2 separate regions of the Rattus norvegicus genome follow, and region 1 is linked to region 2. Evidence: chromatin contacts called from public Hi-C data. All regions are on one chromosome and are shown on one strand. Each heading gives the region's core, a stretch centred on a gene start, on an enhancer-like site or on the middle of the called end of the contact. The rest is flanking DNA. Distances are from core to core; before and after follow the strand shown. Region 1 has its middle 34 kb from the start of Or2k2. Region 2 holds the start of Lpar1 (lysophosphatidic acid receptor 1).

Region 1 (2,752 bases), core at 33-2,532, 200 kb before region 2:
ATGGCATCAATAGAAAAGGGCATTTAAATAAATTCAAATGATTACAATAAATGTTGCATGCTGGAATGAATGCTTTTTCTAAACGTAGAAAAGGTTAGTGTTGGGATTTAAACATAGGACCATGTGCATGTTTAGTGTGCACTCTATCACTGATCTGGATCCCAAGCTCCCAGGAGAGTATTTTGATTAATTTTGTGAATTGTTTGAACAAAAGGAATAAATCAAATAACAGAAGTACGACCTATTTTTTTTTTAGTGTTTCGAATCATGCTTAGAATATGTTGCTTAACAGACTACTCTAAAAGTACAGTCATTTTAGAGGACCGTAGGGAGGTTCCTCAAAAGAAGAACGATATAACTGCTGTAACCCAGCAAATCCTACTTCTGAGCTCATTTCCAAAGGATTTGAAATCAGTTTGTTGAAGAGATGTGCTTGATCACCCAAATTAATTATAACACTACGCAGCCATGGAACTGACCCAAGTGTTGTACAACCCAAGTGCATTATGGGTTGTACAACAGGATACCACTTTGCCTTCAAAGAACAGAAAATTCTTTATTCAGCCATAAGGAAGAGAGAAATTATGTCATGCATTAGAAAATGGATACAACTGGAGAGCAACAGACTAAGCAAAGTGGAAGCCAAACTGAGAGAGGCAAATATTGCTTGTTTTCTCTCATTTTTGGAACACACATGCATACACACACACACACACACGAGTATTGTTTATGTTGTGTGAGAGGGGTATTCATATGTCACAGTGTTCACGTGTGTGGTCAGAGGACAACTTGTGGGATTAAACTCTCTCCTTCCACCATGTAGATCCTTGGGATAGAATTCAGGTCACCAGGCTAGTGTCTCTACCTGCTGAACCATCTCAGCAGACCTGGATCCTAGACCTTATAGAGCATTTACAGTCTCATGCCACCCCCCTGTTCAATCTCTTTGCTTCATGCCTTCACTTGATGATGTAAGATCTCTGCTTCCTGCTCCCCACTATGATGGGCTCTTTTAACTTAACACTGTCAGGGGTGGTTTCTTTTGAGTGTGGGCTGCCGTTCTTTTCCTAATAAATACAGAAGCTAATTTTTTTTCATGTTAAGCAGACAAAGCTCCCCTTTGAGACATAGAGTCTGAACACCAAACACAGGACCCATTATCTCTGAAACATTAAGGGCCACATTCAGTCCTTAGAAATGGCCAGGGGTCCACTCATATTCAGAAGCATGGAATTTTCACACATCTAGGAAGTGATGCCAAACTGAATTTTGACTGGTGATGTGGGCACCTTAAGCTGTGATGCAGACAGGGTTGCCCACTGATGGCCATGCGCCATGCACAGACCCGCGTCAGACTGCCCACCACGAATTAAGTATTGTTTATGATCAAACAAAACCCAAGGGCTTCAAATTAAAACAGAAGGGATTCCCAGGCATATTTAATGTTGCGTGTGCTTGTGAGGAAATAAGCTTGCACTTCTTATACTTAGAATACCTACAGTGTTGCATTCAAAATTAGAGACAAAAAACAAACAGATGAAACAACAAAATGGGGGATTACTGATTGGTTTATGTGCAAGGAGATGTGGAGCTGAAGACTTTCGCACAGTTGGTGGATGCTAGGTTAGGGTTCCCCACATAGACAGATGGAGGAGTAAGCTGATCTCTTAGAGGGTCAATATCGGAGCAAGGGTCCAATTTTAGGCAGATTCGTAGCTTCTGCTGCACCACATGGAGGAATGGCGGAGATCTGCCTCCTAGATGGGAAGGTGTCCAAGGTCCAGGCAAGAGGCTGGGCTTTGAAGATCGGGTCGTGGGCAAGATCGCCCCAGGGTTTTCAGACCAGCATAGTTTAAGTCGTGCAGCTGGTTGTGTGGCTCTTGCGACTGAGCACAGGCTTCTGAAGAGACAGAAGGAGGCTCCTGAACCAAGGGGAGAAAAGGCTGAGGCTGGATGTGGTGGGTACCAAACAGTAGCAGCAAGGCGTTGCTAGGATCCACGTCCAGAACAAAAATGATTTGCTACAGGGATTCCTGATTAATTCTGACCAAATCCTTCTTAAAGCTTTCTCCCTCTTTCCCTCCCTCCCTCCTTCCCTCCCTCCCTCCCTCCCTCCTTCCCTCCCTCCCTCCCTCCCTCCCTCCCTCCCTCCCTCCCTCTATCAGGCTGGGATATACTACAAGGTTCAAGTGATCCTCTTCCCTCAGTCTCTAGACCACCCAGGACTCCAGATGCTGTCACTGCATCTGGCTCCATTTTCTTTTGCAGAGAACTGCTGGACACCAGATCCAGATCAGATACACATTCACAGGAAACCTCGGAAACCATGCCCAGCCTTTCTTAACTTAAACACTTCAGGGCACACTTCGGTCTTAGGGGGCCGTAGGACTTAGCTATTTCTTTAGGAGTTATAGGACTGTTTTCATGGTTTATCTGATTTCACTTAGGTACCTGGTATCTGTCTGGAAAATTGTCCATTTCATCCAGATTTTCCAGTTTTGTTGAGTATACACTTTAGTAGTAGGATCTGATAATTTTTTTTGAGTTTCTTCAGATTCTGTTGTTATGCCTCCCTTTTGATTTCTGATTTTGTTAATTTGGATGCTGTCTCTGTGCCCTCTGGTTTGTCTGGCTAAGAGTTTATCTGTTTGATTTTCTCAAATAACTATCTTCTGGTTTTGTTGATTCTTTGTATAGTTCTTTTTGTTTCTACTTGGTTGATTTCAGCCCTGAGTTTGATTATTTCCTGCCT
Region 2 (2,700 bases), core at 49-2,548:
TGGAGGACTTTGCAGTGGATTGAAGTAGAAAATTCTGATGACTCCAGAAACCCTGCGGGCCTGGAGTGGAGCAGGTGGGTGACCTGGCATGGCTGGAGGGTCCTCTCTGTGTGTCCCTATCTTCTACTGACTGATGTTAAGGCTTCTGAGCTGGTATTCTCCAGAACACGATTCTTAGGTCCTGCTCCCGCCCACACCTCCAGGTGTGCCTTCCCCGCCCTTAATTACCCTCTGAAAATCATAGTTTGCCCTTGGAAAGTTACACTCCTAGAGGAAGAGAAGTTTATAATCATAGCTCTAGGGGCACAAAGGCACACTCGCTTTGATTTGCAGTTGCAGAGATGCGGGAATTCATAGACCCTCTTAGCACAAAGTCAACCATTTCTTTTCTATGACCTGAAGTACAGGGCCGTGCTGGTTGAAACTTCGTGTTGTCTGAAAAAGTTAAAGAAACTCAACTCGGAGGAGGCCATACACCAAGCGCCCCTCCCCCCTTTTCTTTTCTTGTTTTTCCTAGGTTCTGTGATGGTTTCCAGGGCTTTTCAAATGAGGAGGGAAAAGCAACAAAATGAAAATGCACGGTGCAGGGAGTCCACTAAAGCTCTGCCAGAGGCCGGGTTCTAAGGTGAGCACAGGAGGGGGCAGGGGTGACAGAGGTGGGTGTGTCTGATGTGGCGGGTAGAGAGAGCGCCGGGAAGGGACTGAATGGAAAGCTTAGGCTCCCCTCACCACTCCCCCCTCCCCGACCTGCAGCAGCGCGGGAAATTCTGTGAATGACTGGGGGAGGGGACCACCGGAGGCAGTGTCGCTGTGGGTGCCACGCAGGTAAGGAGAGAAGAGCGGCTTGGGAGGAAAAGGCGCTTGGGGGTGCGGGCATGACTCGTGCTCTGTGGATGTGGCAGAAAGCGCCAGAAGGCGGAGAGGCAAGGAAGCTGGCACCCGTGCCTCTTCTGCCGCCTGCCTGCTCCTTGAGCCGGGGAAGTTGGGACTGGGCGGCAGTGACGCCCGGAGAACTGTGACTCTTGTCCTCCAGCACAGTGCTGCCCTCCGTAGGCTCCGGGTTGTGCTGGGGTGAGGCTTGGGTTGGGCTGGCCTGGGTGGGGGCTGCGGGAACTGCAGAGCTGGACCTTGCAGGTAAAGGCACGGGCAGCCGGGTGTCCCTCGCCGCGGGTGGCGACCGTCCCGCCTCCCTGCGGCGCGATCGGCTTGCACTGTCCCACCACCCGCGGCTTTGTAGCCGTGCGCGTGAGCGCCAGTGAGTGCGCGCGCCCGCGGGCCCGGAGTGGGTGGGTGTGCGCGCGTGTGTGAGGCCGCCTGCAGGAGGCGAGGCTGCCCTGGCCTCCCGCACCAGCCGGTGGAACCCAGCCCGGGAGGGAAGTCGCCGCAGCCGCCCCGGCGGCTCTCCTGCCCTTTGGCCAGGTCAGTGCGCCCCAGGGTCCGTCCGAGTGACACGTAGGTGGCCTCCGGTTGCTTACCTGGGTCGGGTTGGGGACGCGAGAGGGCTGGCGAGGGACTCCCCAAGTTTCTTGGTGTCGCGCCCCGGAGGACTTAGATGGTCCGGGTGTCCGCGCGTCCCGCGCTCAGCTCACTGCTCACCAGTGACTTTGTCGTCCCTTGAGTCTAAGGAATTTAAACTTAAGTTTCCTTGTAGCCGCCCGAGGCTTAGCCTGTACCTGGGAAATGCAAGGCAGGGGAGGGACCTGACTTTGCTTGGATGGGTTGATCGGTCATTTTTTGCTGCTGAAGGGAGAGTTTACTGTGGATGGTTTTAAACTTTAGACTTGTTTTCTTTGCTGCCATTTGGCCTTTGGTGTGAGGTATCCAGGGCTTGTTGCTACCTCCGGGCTGAGGCCCTAGACTCTCTCTTTTCTTAGTTCTTTCTTCCTCTTCTCCCGCCTTCTTTCTTCCTTCTGCCTGTGTTTCTTCTTCTTCTTCTTCTTCTTCTTCTTCTTCTTCTTCTTCTTCTTCTTCTTCTTCTTCTTCTTCTTCTTCTTCTTCTTCTTCTTCTTCTCCTTCTTCTTCTTCTCCTTCTTCTTTTTTTCTTTTTATTTGAAACCTACGGAGCTTTCTTCCATGTGGGTTTCCAGCGAGTGCTGGCTTGTGAAAAGTTTCACTCTTAAGCTGTACTTGAATCTATACCTCTTAAGCGCTACCTTATATCTACATCGTCATCGATACAAATTGCTAACTGCGACTGGAAGAAGGTAGCTAATTATTAAAGCAGGATCCTCTACTCTTTTCGGCAGTGCTGCGTGTTTATCCTTTGTGTGTCCTTTGCTCACCTAACATGACTGTGAAGTCCTGGTTTCAAACCCTTAGAAAATGGAAGAACACAGTCTCTTGTCAGATGGAATGAATACCAAGGAAGAGGGATCAACAATACGCTTAAGGCTCCGTGCACCACAGCCAGCTGCATTAACACACAGATGTAATAGCATCTAGTTTTTGCCCTGGGTTCTCCAGATGCAGCATCATGAATAATAATAACCTCCAGGGCTCTAAGTATATGAAAACGGTATTTTAAAACATTCTATATTATTTTACCTTGTCTTTGGTCATGAGTGTGAATTTGAGAGAGGAAAAATGTAGAAAGAGAGGGAAGCAGTTTGGGGCAGAAAGACTGAGAAGTGTGCCTGCAGAACTGGGCCTCCACATCAGAGCCTCCTTGTATACAGCGTCCCCTAGCGGTGAAACCAGAAC

Evidence for each region. A called contact is a pair of places that touch in the nucleus more often than the background predicts.
Region 1: a contact with region 2 is called in a Hi-C map of Schwann cells, with 11 times the contacts expected there. The contact joins the enhancer-like site here to the promoter of Lpar1 in region 2. A contact is called at or near these places in 7 of 12 Hi-C or Micro-C datasets (the A7r5 cell line, the Rat2 cell line, Schwann cells and 4 more).

The regions. Positions count from the first base shown.
Region 1 is chr5:78,343,116-78,345,867 of GRCr8, reverse strand. No RefSeq gene overlaps it. Among named protein-coding and RNA genes, the nearest start is that of Or2k2, 34 kb to the left of the region's middle. Within about 2 kb of position 1,282, at least 7 of the 93 cell types and tissues checked have an H3K27ac peak or open chromatin away from gene starts, as enhancers often do. A contact at or near this core is called in Schwann cells, where this site is marked.
Region 2 is chr5:78,140,786-78,143,485 of GRCr8, reverse strand. It overlaps Lpar1 (lysophosphatidic acid receptor 1), which reads left to right and starts at 1,298. Exons shown (of 4, transcript NM_053936.4): 1 at 1,298-1,419.